3 separate regions of the Sus scrofa genome follow, and all the other regions are linked to region 2. The links are chromatin contacts, called in public HiChIP or PLAC-seq and promoter capture Hi-C maps. All regions are on one chromosome and are shown on one strand. Each heading gives the region's core, a stretch centred on a gene start, on an enhancer-like site or on the middle of the called end of the contact. The rest is flanking DNA. Distances are from core to core; before and after follow the strand shown. Region 1 holds the start of RILP (rab-interacting lysosomal protein). Region 2 holds the start of OVCA2 (esterase OVCA2). Region 3 holds the start of PRPF8 (pre-mRNA-processing-splicing factor 8).

Evidence for each region. Promoter capture Hi-C pulls out the DNA fragments that hold promoters and counts their contacts. HiChIP or PLAC-seq counts read pairs in DNA pulled down with a chosen protein or histone mark.
Region 1: a contact with region 2 is called in an H3K27ac HiChIP or PLAC-seq map of alveolar macrophages. The contact joins the promoter of RILP here to the promoter of OVCA2 in region 2. A contact is called at or near these places in 3 of 47 Hi-C or Micro-C datasets (embryonic fibroblasts, omental adipose tissue and subcutaneous adipose tissue) and 1 of 2 datasets of contacts at active chromatin or transcription factors (alveolar macrophages).
Region 3: a promoter capture Hi-C map of fetal liver shows a contact between it and region 2, with 2.6 times the contacts expected there. The contact joins the promoter of PRPF8 here to the promoter of OVCA2 in region 2. A contact is called at or near these places in 1 of 5 promoter capture datasets (fetal liver), 2 of 47 Hi-C or Micro-C datasets (heart right ventricle and liver) and 1 of 2 datasets of contacts at active chromatin or transcription factors (alveolar macrophages).

The regions. Positions count from the first base shown.
Region 1 is chr12:47,859,003-47,862,255 of Sscrofa11.1, reverse strand. It overlaps RILP (rab-interacting lysosomal protein), which reads left to right and starts at 1,827. Exons shown (of 17, transcript XM_013990001.2): 1 at 1,827-2,224; 2 at 2,299-2,392; 3 at 2,472-2,578; 4 at 2,670-2,915; 5 at 3,124-3,253. The coding sequence starts at 1,997. It overlaps SCARF1 (scavenger receptor class F member 1), which reads left to right and starts at 1,813. Exons shown (of 17, transcript XM_003358192.4): 1 at 1,813-2,224; 2 at 2,299-2,392; 3 at 2,472-2,578; 4 at 2,670-3,253. PRPF8 (pre-mRNA-processing-splicing factor 8) reads left to right here. Exons shown (of 43, transcript XM_021067568.1): 40 at 8-148; 41 at 280-419; 42 at 522-724; 43 at 882-1,215. The coding sequence ends at 1,036.
Region 2 is chr12:48,154,678-48,158,140 of Sscrofa11.1, reverse strand. OVCA2 (esterase OVCA2) reads right to left here and starts at 1,542. Exons shown (of 3, transcript XR_002337309.1): 1 at 1,195-1,542; 2 at 81-839. DPH1 (2-(3-amino-3-carboxypropyl)histidine synthase subunit 1) reads right to left here. Exons shown (of 13, transcript XM_021067606.1): 8 at 3,337-3,463; 9 at 3,105-3,205; 10 at 2,250-2,328; 11 at 1,828-1,968; 12 at 1,550-1,657; 13 at 705-839. The coding sequence ends at 1,568.
Region 3 is chr12:47,893,962-47,897,532 of Sscrofa11.1, reverse strand. PRPF8 (pre-mRNA-processing-splicing factor 8) reads left to right here and starts at 2,247. Exons shown (of 43, transcript XM_021067568.1): 1 at 2,247-2,392; 2 at 2,591-2,701; 3 at 3,115-3,283. The coding sequence starts at 2,602.

The DNA.
Region 1 (3,253 bases), core at 578-3,077, 300 kb after region 2:
TCTCTAGATTGCAGGGTACCTGTATGGGGTGAGTCCACCAGATAACCCCCAGGTGAAGGAGATCCGCTGCATCGTGATGGTGCCACAGTGGGGCACTCACCAGACCGTGCATCTGCCTGGCCAGCTGCCCCAGCACGAGTACCTCAAGGTCAGTGGGGGTGCAGGTGAACTGGGGCCCTCTGCTCTCAGAGTGGTGGAGGGAAGGCAGGATGTTACTCTAATGGGTGGGATTCCTGGCTGCGGACAAGGCTCAAAGTAACTTCACTGCTCTACCAATAGGAAATGGAACCCTTAGGTTGGATTCATACACAGCCCAACGAGTCCCCCCAGCTATCACCCCAGGATGTCACCACCCATGCCAAGATCATGGCTGACAACCCATCTTGGGATGGCGAGAAGACCATCATCATCACCTGCAGGTGGGCTTGGGCCCCCTTGGGAGGAAGTGTGGTGGGGTAGACATTCCAGGTTAGAACCCAGACGGTGGCCTGAGCTCTGACTCTGTCCCCATCCCTCCTCAGCTTCACACCAGGCTCCTGCACCCTGACAGCCTACAAGCTGACCCCCAGTGGCTATGAGTGGGGCCGCCAGAACACAGACAAGGGCAACAACCCCAAGGGCTACCTACCGTCGCACTACGAGAGGGTCCAGATGCTACTGTCAGACCGCTTCCTTGGCTTCTTTATGGTCCCTGCCCAGTCCTCATGGAACTACAACTTTATGGGTATGTGGGGCATTGCAGGCGGGGAGCGGGGCTGGAAGTGAGGCTGGGGTTAGGCCACCACCCTTAGTCCTTAGGGCCAGACTCTGGTTTGGAGATGGCCCAGGCTGGATGAGGCAGGTGGACCTTGTCCACATGAGACATTTCCTTCTACTCCAAGGTGTCCGGCATGATCCCAACATGAAGTATGAGCTGCAGCTGGCAAACCCCAAAGAGTTCTACCACGAGGTGCACCGACCTTCCCACTTCCTCAACTTCGCTCTCCTGCAGGAGGGTGAGGTCTACTCTGCGGACCGAGAGGACCTCTATGCCTAGCTGTCCCCTCACCCCCTGCTTCAGACTCCCCTAAGGCTAGAGCGTTTTACCCCCACAGACAAGCTGGTGACATTCAGCAGCTTGGCCCCTTTTTCCTCTATTTGTGCTTATTATGTTGTTGATCTCCTGTGACTTGTAATTCTGAACAAAGTATAATAATAAATTTTGTATAAATAGGGGTTTTTGAGGTTTTTTTTTTTTTACCCTGAGCTCAAATTCTGGATGTAGGGATAATAGGCAGGACTTGTTGACAGCAGGGCGTGGGACTGGTTCTTGAGGCCCGCTGTTCAGGGAGCTGTGGGGGTAAGTATCCTCTAGACTCAGAACTAAAGGGGACTTGGACCGTCACACTGTTGCCACCATGACCACACAGGCCGATGTCCCTTCAAAATACTTGCAAACCCTCACCCCTTTTCAACATCTCTTGAGCAGTTGCTGCTGTTTTGAGTGTATAAGCTCCTGGCTTGTCCTCTGCCACTGTGGTATCCAGCCTAGCCCCTTAAGGCTTTGCGTCACTCTCAGTCCATCTTGGAAACAGGCACGGGGCTGGACAGTTGGCTGGCACTGCTGAGGCAGTGACAACCCTCCTACCTCTCACCTCCTCCTGTTGAGCTGGCGGCCAAGTCAGGCCCAGTGACTCCAGACACAGGGGTGGAGCCTGGCTTGGGCACTGCGGGGAGGGCTTGACAAAAGTGACCACTTAGAGCCCTGAGCCTCAGCTCCAGGCCGCCTGGCTGGAAGTTGGCTGTCCTGCTTCCTGTGACCTTGGGGGCTTGAACAGGACTGGGCCCAGGGCACAGAGACTCCCTTGCCAGGCCTTTTCCCTTAGTTGCTCCTCCCTTGTCACTTCTACTCCGCCCTCTACTGCCCTAAACTGCTTCCTGGGCCGGGACTTTGTTTTTTTCCTGCCCTAGTTGGGGGCGTGGGGAGGGTGTCGCAGCCCCAGTCGCCTTGGGAGACATGGAGCCCAGGAGGGTGGCTCCTGGGGCGCACGACTGGGGGCCTCGGGTGGACGCGGGGTCCGGGACGGCCGCGGAGCTCGTGTACCACCTAGCGGGGGCCCTGGGCACTGAGCTGAAGGAGCTGGCGCGCCGCTTCGGGCCGGAGGCTGCGGCCGGGCTCGTGCCGCTCGTGGTGAGGGCGCTGGAGCTTCTGGAAAAGGCGGCCGTCGGGCCCGCCCCAGACTCGGTGAGTCACGGCCAGCTCCCCTCGCCACCCGAGGGGTCGGCGGGGCCTGACCCTGAGAGCCTGGCCTCCCCCAGCTGCAGGTATCGGCGCAGCAGGCCGAACTGGAGCTGCGGCGGCTGCGGGAGGAGAACGAGCGCCTCCGTATAGAGTTGCGCTCTGGGCCACAGGGTGAGTACGGACGCGCCGGGATCGGGGCACGGCGGGGCGGCTCCGCTGAGGGCCACACCTAAGAACGCCCCTTCCTCAGAAGAGCGCGCTCTGCTGCGGCAGCTCAAGGAGGTGACCGACCGCCAGAGAGACGAACTCCGAGCTCACAACCGTGACTTGCTGCAGCGCAGCCAGGAGACCGAGGCGGTGAGGGCGGGGCGGGGCCGACTACGGGAGGCGGGGCTCTCCCGGCCCCCGTCGCCCCGCCCACCAGCCACCGCCTTTGCTCCGCCCACAGTTGCAGGAGCAGCTGCAGCGCCTCCTGCTGGTGAATGCGGAGTTGCGGCACAAGCTGGCCGCCGTGGAAACCCAGCTGCGCGCCGCGCGGGACCGCGAGAGCGAGCGAGAGCTGCAGCGCGAAGCGGCCGTGGGGCCGCCTCCAGAGCGGGCGCGGGGCCAGGCCGGAGGTCCCGTGGGTGAGCAGGGTCAAGAGCCCGAGCGGGGGGCCCCCGACGCCGGAACCCAGGGGACCCCTGAGAACCCGGTGAGTGCCATAGGTGGTCAGGGACTCGTGGGCGCTCGGGAAAGGTTTGCTGTGCTGCGTAGCCGGGCCACCGGGAAATTGGAAGGCGGTACGAGCCAGAGCACTGGTCTGGCATCCCTTGGAGTGCCCTGGCCTCTCAAGTCTCCCAGCGGGTCGCGGGGGGCACATCAGCTCCAGCCGCGGCGCCCCCACACCTGTCTTTCCGCAGACGGACGCCCCGCCGCAGCCAGGGCGCCCCCCCAAGGTGGGGCAGTGCAGCTTCAGTCGAGCGGAGGTTGAGCAGATCCTTCAGGAGCGGAATGAGCTCAAAGCCAACGTGTTTCTGCTGAAGGAGGAGT
Region 2 (3,463 bases), core at 293-2,792:
CTTTATTGTGTGGCAGTCACAGTGCTTGCCAGTCTCTGCCTTTCCTGGGCCACCCTCTACTCATCCAGGGCTCCACTGACCTTTTTCATGTTTGAATATCAGATGCTGAGGTCAAAGTCCATTAGGGTCTCCTAAGCCCCTTCTCGAGTGCAGAGCTGGACTTGTATAATTTGATACTTGTCTCTTGATTAGTGATGGTGAGGAGCACTAACAGCAGTGGAGGCCCCAGGTAGGGGACAGTGGGGGAGGGCAGAGATGATAAAGGCTGCACCAAGGTCATGTGTCCCCACTGGGGGTGGGGGTGGAGAGGGTATGCAGAGCCAAAGGTTTTGTTGATCTTTACTCTGAGAACTGGTCCAAGAACTTGAGGTAGGCCTGGCGCTGAGGTGCTGCGGCTGGAATGAAGTGGCCCCCCGAGTGGGTGAGGGTGATAGCTCCAGCGAACCGGCTACACAGCTGCATGCTCTCCTGAGAGGGGATGACGCGGTCGGTGTCCCCAAAAACATGGAGCGAAGGCAATGACAAGGGGCCCTGCAGGATGGGTTCCTTGAGGCCAAGACCCCGGGGACAGAAGCCAGACACCAGGATGATAAACCGGGGCAAAGGGAAGCGGGGATCTCCAGCTTGTCCAAGAGCACACACAAGGGCTGCTAGCGCGGCCCCCTGGCTGAAACCAAGGATCCCATCAAAAGGCCCCAGTTTCTTCAGTGCCTGTGCCACCGTTCCCAGGGCTTCCTCCAGACCTCGGCACACGGTGGGCTCTTCCAGAGCTGAGAAAACGTCAGCCTCCTGTTCTGAAAACCACCAACCTCGAGGCTGCTCCTCCGCAGGGCAGGGCCCTAAAGGGGAGAGAACAGAGTTAGGGCAGGGGGGGAATCCTGGGGAAAGATATGAGGAAGGGAGTGAGGGAGGGTTTGGGAATGAGAGGGAAAGAGAGGCGGCTCAGGTAGAGAAAAAAGTCTGGAGATAATGAGGCGGGGAGCTGACTGAGCCGGAGGGGAGACAGAGGTCACACTGGGAGGGCCAGGCTGGAGTGTGAGGAGGCGCTGGAATGCGAGAGGTGGGCAAAGAGAAGTGGGAATGGGGCAGGACTGAGGAGGGGAGGGACAGGGTGGCGGTATGCGGACAGGTTTTACAGGGACAAGGCAAGACAGAGATGACTCGGGACGCATTTCCGGGCGGGGACCTGCTCACCGGCGTCTAGCCCGGCGCCCTCGGAGCTCGCTGTGTCCAAGACCGGGTGCGGGCCGCTGAGGCACACGAGCTCGGCGCGGCCCCGCAGCGCTTTCCGCAACGCTCCGGTCTTCTCGCGGAAGCCCCGCTCGCTCTGCCGGAAGCCCGCCAAGCACAGGACCCGCAAAGGCGACCGCGCGGCCATAATGCGCGGCAGGCGCCAGAGGGGCCGGAAACGGCCTTTCCCCGAGCGGAAGTCGAACACGAAGGGCGGGACCCAACGCCTGCACCACCCAGGAGGTGGGCCTCAGAGGGAGAGGTTGTTGGCATGGCAACCGGGAAGAGGGTGTGGCGCGGCCAGAGCTGGGGTGGGTACCTGGGGCCAAGGAGCGTCTCAGGGAGCGAGCGGCGCCACCTTCTCGTCCCTGCAGCTGCAAGCATCGCAAGCCCCGGCTGGAGAGGGGCGCGCGGACCCCTCCTGCACCTGAGGTCGTAGACTTTGGTCAGGGTCCCGCTGGTGAGCCGTCCCCCAGCCCGCTGCGGTGCATTTTCCGTAGCGGCCGCAGGGTGGCGGCTTCGCCTCACGTCTCCAGGGAGGCGGTCAATGCCTGGCCACGCCCAGGCCTCTCCGCCCTGCGTGGGATCCCTTCCTACCTCTTCCAGCGCCAGCCGGCCCGCGGCTTGGAGTGGCCGCTCCCGCCCGTGGTTCACCGTCCATGGCCCCAAGGAGCTGCCAGCGTAGAAGTCCATGGGGTAGGGTTGCTGCCAGGAAATGTCCCTCAGGGCCACTGCCGCCTTGGAGAGGAAAACGGGACAGTAACATTTGCCAACATCTTTCTATGCAGGATTATTTAATTCAATCTTTAGGGTGGACTTGCAAGGCCGTATTATCCCCATAGCACAGAAAGGAAACGTAAGGTTCAGAGAGGGGAAGGGCCTTACCATACAGCTAGGAAGTGGCTCAGCTGTAACCAAGTGCTGCCCACCCACCCCACCCCACTGGGATCCCTCCCTCCCTCGACAGAACCAAGTACAAAGTCCACCCTCTCCCAGGGATTTTCAAAACTTAAAGTTACCTCATAGGGTGTGAGCAGCGGCTTGGGGAAAGCTGTGCCCCAGTCAATGGAGAGGCGTGGACATGCCACCTGCACCCACCTGGGAAGGGAAATCAGGTCAGATCCACAGAGGGGGGACACCCCTTTCCCGGGCAGCATGCTCAAGAACATGACTGTATCCCCAAAACATCCAGTGAATGCTTAACATTAATTCTAAAGAAAAGACTGTCCCTGCTGTTTAGAGTTCCTTTCATGGCTCAGTGGTTAACGAACCCAACTGCATGAGGACTCAGGTTCGATTCCTGGTCTGGCCTCAGTAGATTAACGATCTGGCATCGCCCTGAGCTGCAGATGCTGCGTGGATCCCATGCTGCTGTGGCTGTGATTAGGCCAGCAGCTACAGCTCCAATTCCATCCCTAGCCTGGGGACTTCCATATGTCGCAGATACAGCCCTAAAAAGACTTAAAAAAAAAAAAACAAAACAAACAAACAAAAAAAAACCCACACAACAGTGTTGCTTGCTTTCTTCTGCTTCCTCCACTGACCATGAGCTTTCTAAAGGAAGGGCTTGGGCAGTTTATTTGTAATAGTATCCCCAGAATCAAACTCCAGTGATTCCACCTGAAGAGTGCAGGTGCTAACCACCCCTCAGAGACTCATCTTGTGACTGATGCTGCCATTGCCTGTGAGCTCCCAAGCCAGACAAAGTAGGCATGACCCATAGCCAAAGGCAGCCCCTGCTGGACGAGTGCTCTTTCATGACCACGGAAGCAATCCCCCCAACTCCAGCCTTCTGTAGGTGCTGGGCAGGACCCAGATTCTAAGCTTCTTCACCCAGAGTCATACAGCTAGATAGGTAAGGTGGGGAAACGTACACATCCACCTCAGGAAGAAGGCTAAGTTTGCTGGGGAAGATCTCAGAGAGCAGCAGCCTCACGAAGGGAAATCCCAAGGCCCGAAGTCGAGATTCCAGGTGCTGTTGGGAGAGGCAGGAAAGCTGGGGTCCTCATGATCAAGCAGCCAAGGCTAAATCCCTCAGCCTACTGATTTTCCCAACTGGGTTTCCAGTTAGTTTCCTCCTCGAGAGGCCATCCCGAGTCCTCTGACCTCCAGAATCTTGGGACTGCCCTGGCGGCCCAAAGTGCCCAGGATAAGGCCCCAGGATTTAGCTGAGCGGGCAGTGGCTATGGCTTCTTGGCGGTTGGCCTGCATGCGCTGGTGGTCATAGTGCTCT
Region 3 (3,571 bases), core at 998-3,497, 260 kb after region 2:
AGAACATCTTACATAACATTAGTGGGACAATCAAAACTAGGAGATTGACATGGGTTGGGACAATGTTAACCGTTAACAAGAAAGACAATATTAGGATTTTGCCAGAGTCTAGAATAATGCCTGGCACAAAGTAAACCTCATACAAGTGGTAAAGGGCCCTGACGACGGTGATGAGCATGATGAAGATAACGCTGGGCTTTCTATTGCTGAGAGATGAATTGGCTGGTTGTTTTCAGAACATGCTATCCTTGTTCCTCTTTCTAAACTCAAACTCTCGCAGTCACCACCACCTGGGATTCCTTTTTCCTTCCTCTGTCTTTACCTCCTCAAATCCTTCATATTCACCCACCTCGATCACGTATTTTTGTGTGTTTTTTTTTTTCCTGGCTTTTTAGGGCCACACCTGAGGCATATGGAAGTTCCCAGACTAGGGGTTGAGTCAAGAGATGCAGCTGCAAGCCTATGCCACAGCCATGTCAGACATGAGCCACATCTGTGACTTACACCACAGCTCACAGCAACACAGGATCCTTCACCCACTGAGCGGGGCTTGGGGATGGAACCCAAGTCCTCATGGATACTGACCCACAACAGGAACTCCTCCACTGCGTGTTTAATAATGCTCCTCTCTCTTCTTTGAAGTTATGAACCTCGCCACCAGCCAGCATTTGCCTGGACCCTTCTTTGCATTTTTCTCATTTTCTCCTTCGAGTCCTAAATTCTCAACTAGATGGAGAGGCCGTATGGGTTACAATTTTTCGGTATCCCCCACAATAAACTTGGTGTGAGTTCAAACAAATTTATCCATTCAAAGTTGTTATCAAAAAATGGAATTCCCGTCATGGCACAGTGGAAACGAATCTGACTAGGAACCATGAGGTTTCGGGTTCGATCCCTGGCCTTGCTCAGTGGGTTAAGGATCTGGCATTGCGGTGAGCTGTGGTGTAGATCGCAGACGTGGCTTGGATCTGGCATTGCTGTGGCTGTGGCATAGGCTGGCAGCTACAGCTCCGATTTGACCCCTAGCCTGGGAACCTCCATATGCTGCAGGTGCAGCCCTCAAAAGAAAAAAAAAGGCAAAACAAACAAACCAAAGTTGTTATCAAAAAGATAGAGCAAGAGGGATGGGAGGTGAAACCAAGAAAGCAGGAGATGGAGGGCAATTCAGGCAGCAAGATGAGAAAGAGCCTCAGGGAGTCAAGAAGCGTTTATAGTGTATTCATTATATGGTCTATAGCGTAACCATTGCCAGAGAGAGAAAATAGGAATGAAGGTGGGGTACACCTGGCAATGTTGTTCCCCAAAGCATCTTTTATTTCTGTAGGTTCATCAACTAACTCCTCCTTGACATCTTAGGCAGAGTTAAACGCTCTGCCTCGGGAAGTCACACGGAGGGGCACGGGGTTAAGAATTCATCTGTAACAGCTCCAGTGGCTGCAGAGGTCAGGGCTCCATCCTCTGCTCAGCACAAGTCAGCTATGGCATAGGGCGCAGCAGTAGTTCAGATTCAATTCCTGGCCCTGGAACTTCCATATGACGTGGGTATGGCCATAAAATTAAAAAACAAACAAACAAACAGATAACAGGAGGTCCCATAGTGGCTCAGTGGGTAACACATCTGACTAGCATCCATGAGGACTCAGATTCCACCCCTGGCCTCCCTCAGGGTTAAGGATCCGGAGTTGCCGGATCCCGCGCTGCTGTGGCATAGGCCCAGCAGCTACAGCTGCCATTCGACCTCCAGCCGGTGAACCTCCATATATCATACCGTGGGCGTGGCCCTAAAAAGACAAAAAAAAAGAAAAAAAAGAAGAAAAAGCCCTGCCCCCGAATTCCCATCACATCTGATTGTGAGAGCCTGGGTTCTAATTCTACCTCCCAGCTACCTTGTGAGCTTGGCTTCCCCATCCCTTATTCTTAATTCCTAACACAACAGTGGGCACTCAATAAATGATGGTTGAATGAACGAATGCATAAACAAAAGACTGCCTGACTCAGAGCTAGTGCTGAACCTCAAGTCTACATACATGAGACTAGACACAGAATAATGTACAAAATTCGACAAATTTATTCGATCTTCCGAAGCTTTCGTTTCCTGCGGCCCTACAGCAGAAGGCACAGAAACAGCTTCAGAAACGCAGGAGGCGGGGCTTGCGCCTATATGGCGCACACCCCCTCGCGTTCAAATACTTCCGTCCGTGGACCCGCCCCTCTGGCCCGACTTGCATCTCTAATTGGTGAGCTCGGTAATCCTTCTGATCACACCGGTGCCTATTGGATCAACTGCTGAACTTGGGTTGCGCACTTCCTGGCTGTGGGAACGCGGAGCGGACGTAGGCTTGCCGCCATTGCCCTGAGCGGAAAGCGGCTGTCTGTGTGAGGGGCTGTGGGGGTGCGTGGCGGGCTTTAAAGGCCGGGCCGTGGGAGGTGCGGTGGGGGTCCGGCTGAGCGGCCGGAAGGATCCAGCCCGGCTGGGCGCACATTGAGCGAGGCGGGACTGCAGGCCGAGGGTCTTGACGTGTTCCTGCTGCGCCTTCTGTGGGCCTGGGCCCTCTTCCTCGTTAATTTTTTTCTTCTGCCGTTTCCCCAGATTCTCCGGGAATGGCCGGAGTGTTTCCTTACCGAGGGCCGGGCAACCCGGTTCCCGGCCCTCTAGCTCCGCTGCCAGACTACATGTCGGAGGAGAAGCTGCAGGAGAAAGGTGAAGAAAGTGTGCGGGAGCGGCGCCTGGGGGCGGGTGTGCGCGTGCGCGCGTGGTGGTTTGACCCCTTCCAGGTTTTGGCAAGTGTGTCAAAACATTAGGTCTTAGTGCACTTATTAGCCCTTATTTTTTTTTTTCATCTATTCAAGTCTTTAAAACTATCGGTTAAAAAAAAAAGTGTCTACTGTTTGCAGGCACTGATCCAAACAAGGGGGATACAATAGCTTTTCAGGCAAAACCCCTGCCGTTAAAGGGTTTAAGCAGAGCGAGTTGTCAAGAGAGCTGGCAGGGAGTGCTCCTGCTAGGTGCCCACCCTTTTGTCATGCATCCTGGTGGGCGCTTAGCCTAGGGCAAGAAGTAGGGGGTGATTAGGCTAAGGGTGTGCAGTCCTTAAAACTGAGGTGTTTTTGTAGCTCGAAAATGGCAGCAGTTGCAGGCCAAGCGCTATGCCGAAAAGCGGAAGTTTGGATTTGTGGATGCTCAGAAGGAAGACATGCCTCCAGAACATGTTAGGAAGATCATTCGAGACCATGGGGACATGACCAACAGGAAGTTTCGCCATGACAAAAGGGTCTACCTGGGGTAAGGAACATCCTGAAGTTATTTCATTTGGACTCTGCCCTGTCCCGTAAATCGCAGTCCTGGATAGCTGCTCTATCGTTTTGGGTCCTTAATCTTCAGCGACAGCCCATCTTGATCAAAGAAGGGAGAAAACCACTAGGATTCTGTTAGAATTACGAGATCTTCTAGTGATGCTCCTTTTTTGTTTTTTTTCTTTTCTTTTTTTTTTGGTCTTTTTGCCATTTCTTGGGCCGCTTTTGCGGCATATGGAAGTTCCCAGGCTAGGGGTCTAATCGGAGCTGTAGCTGC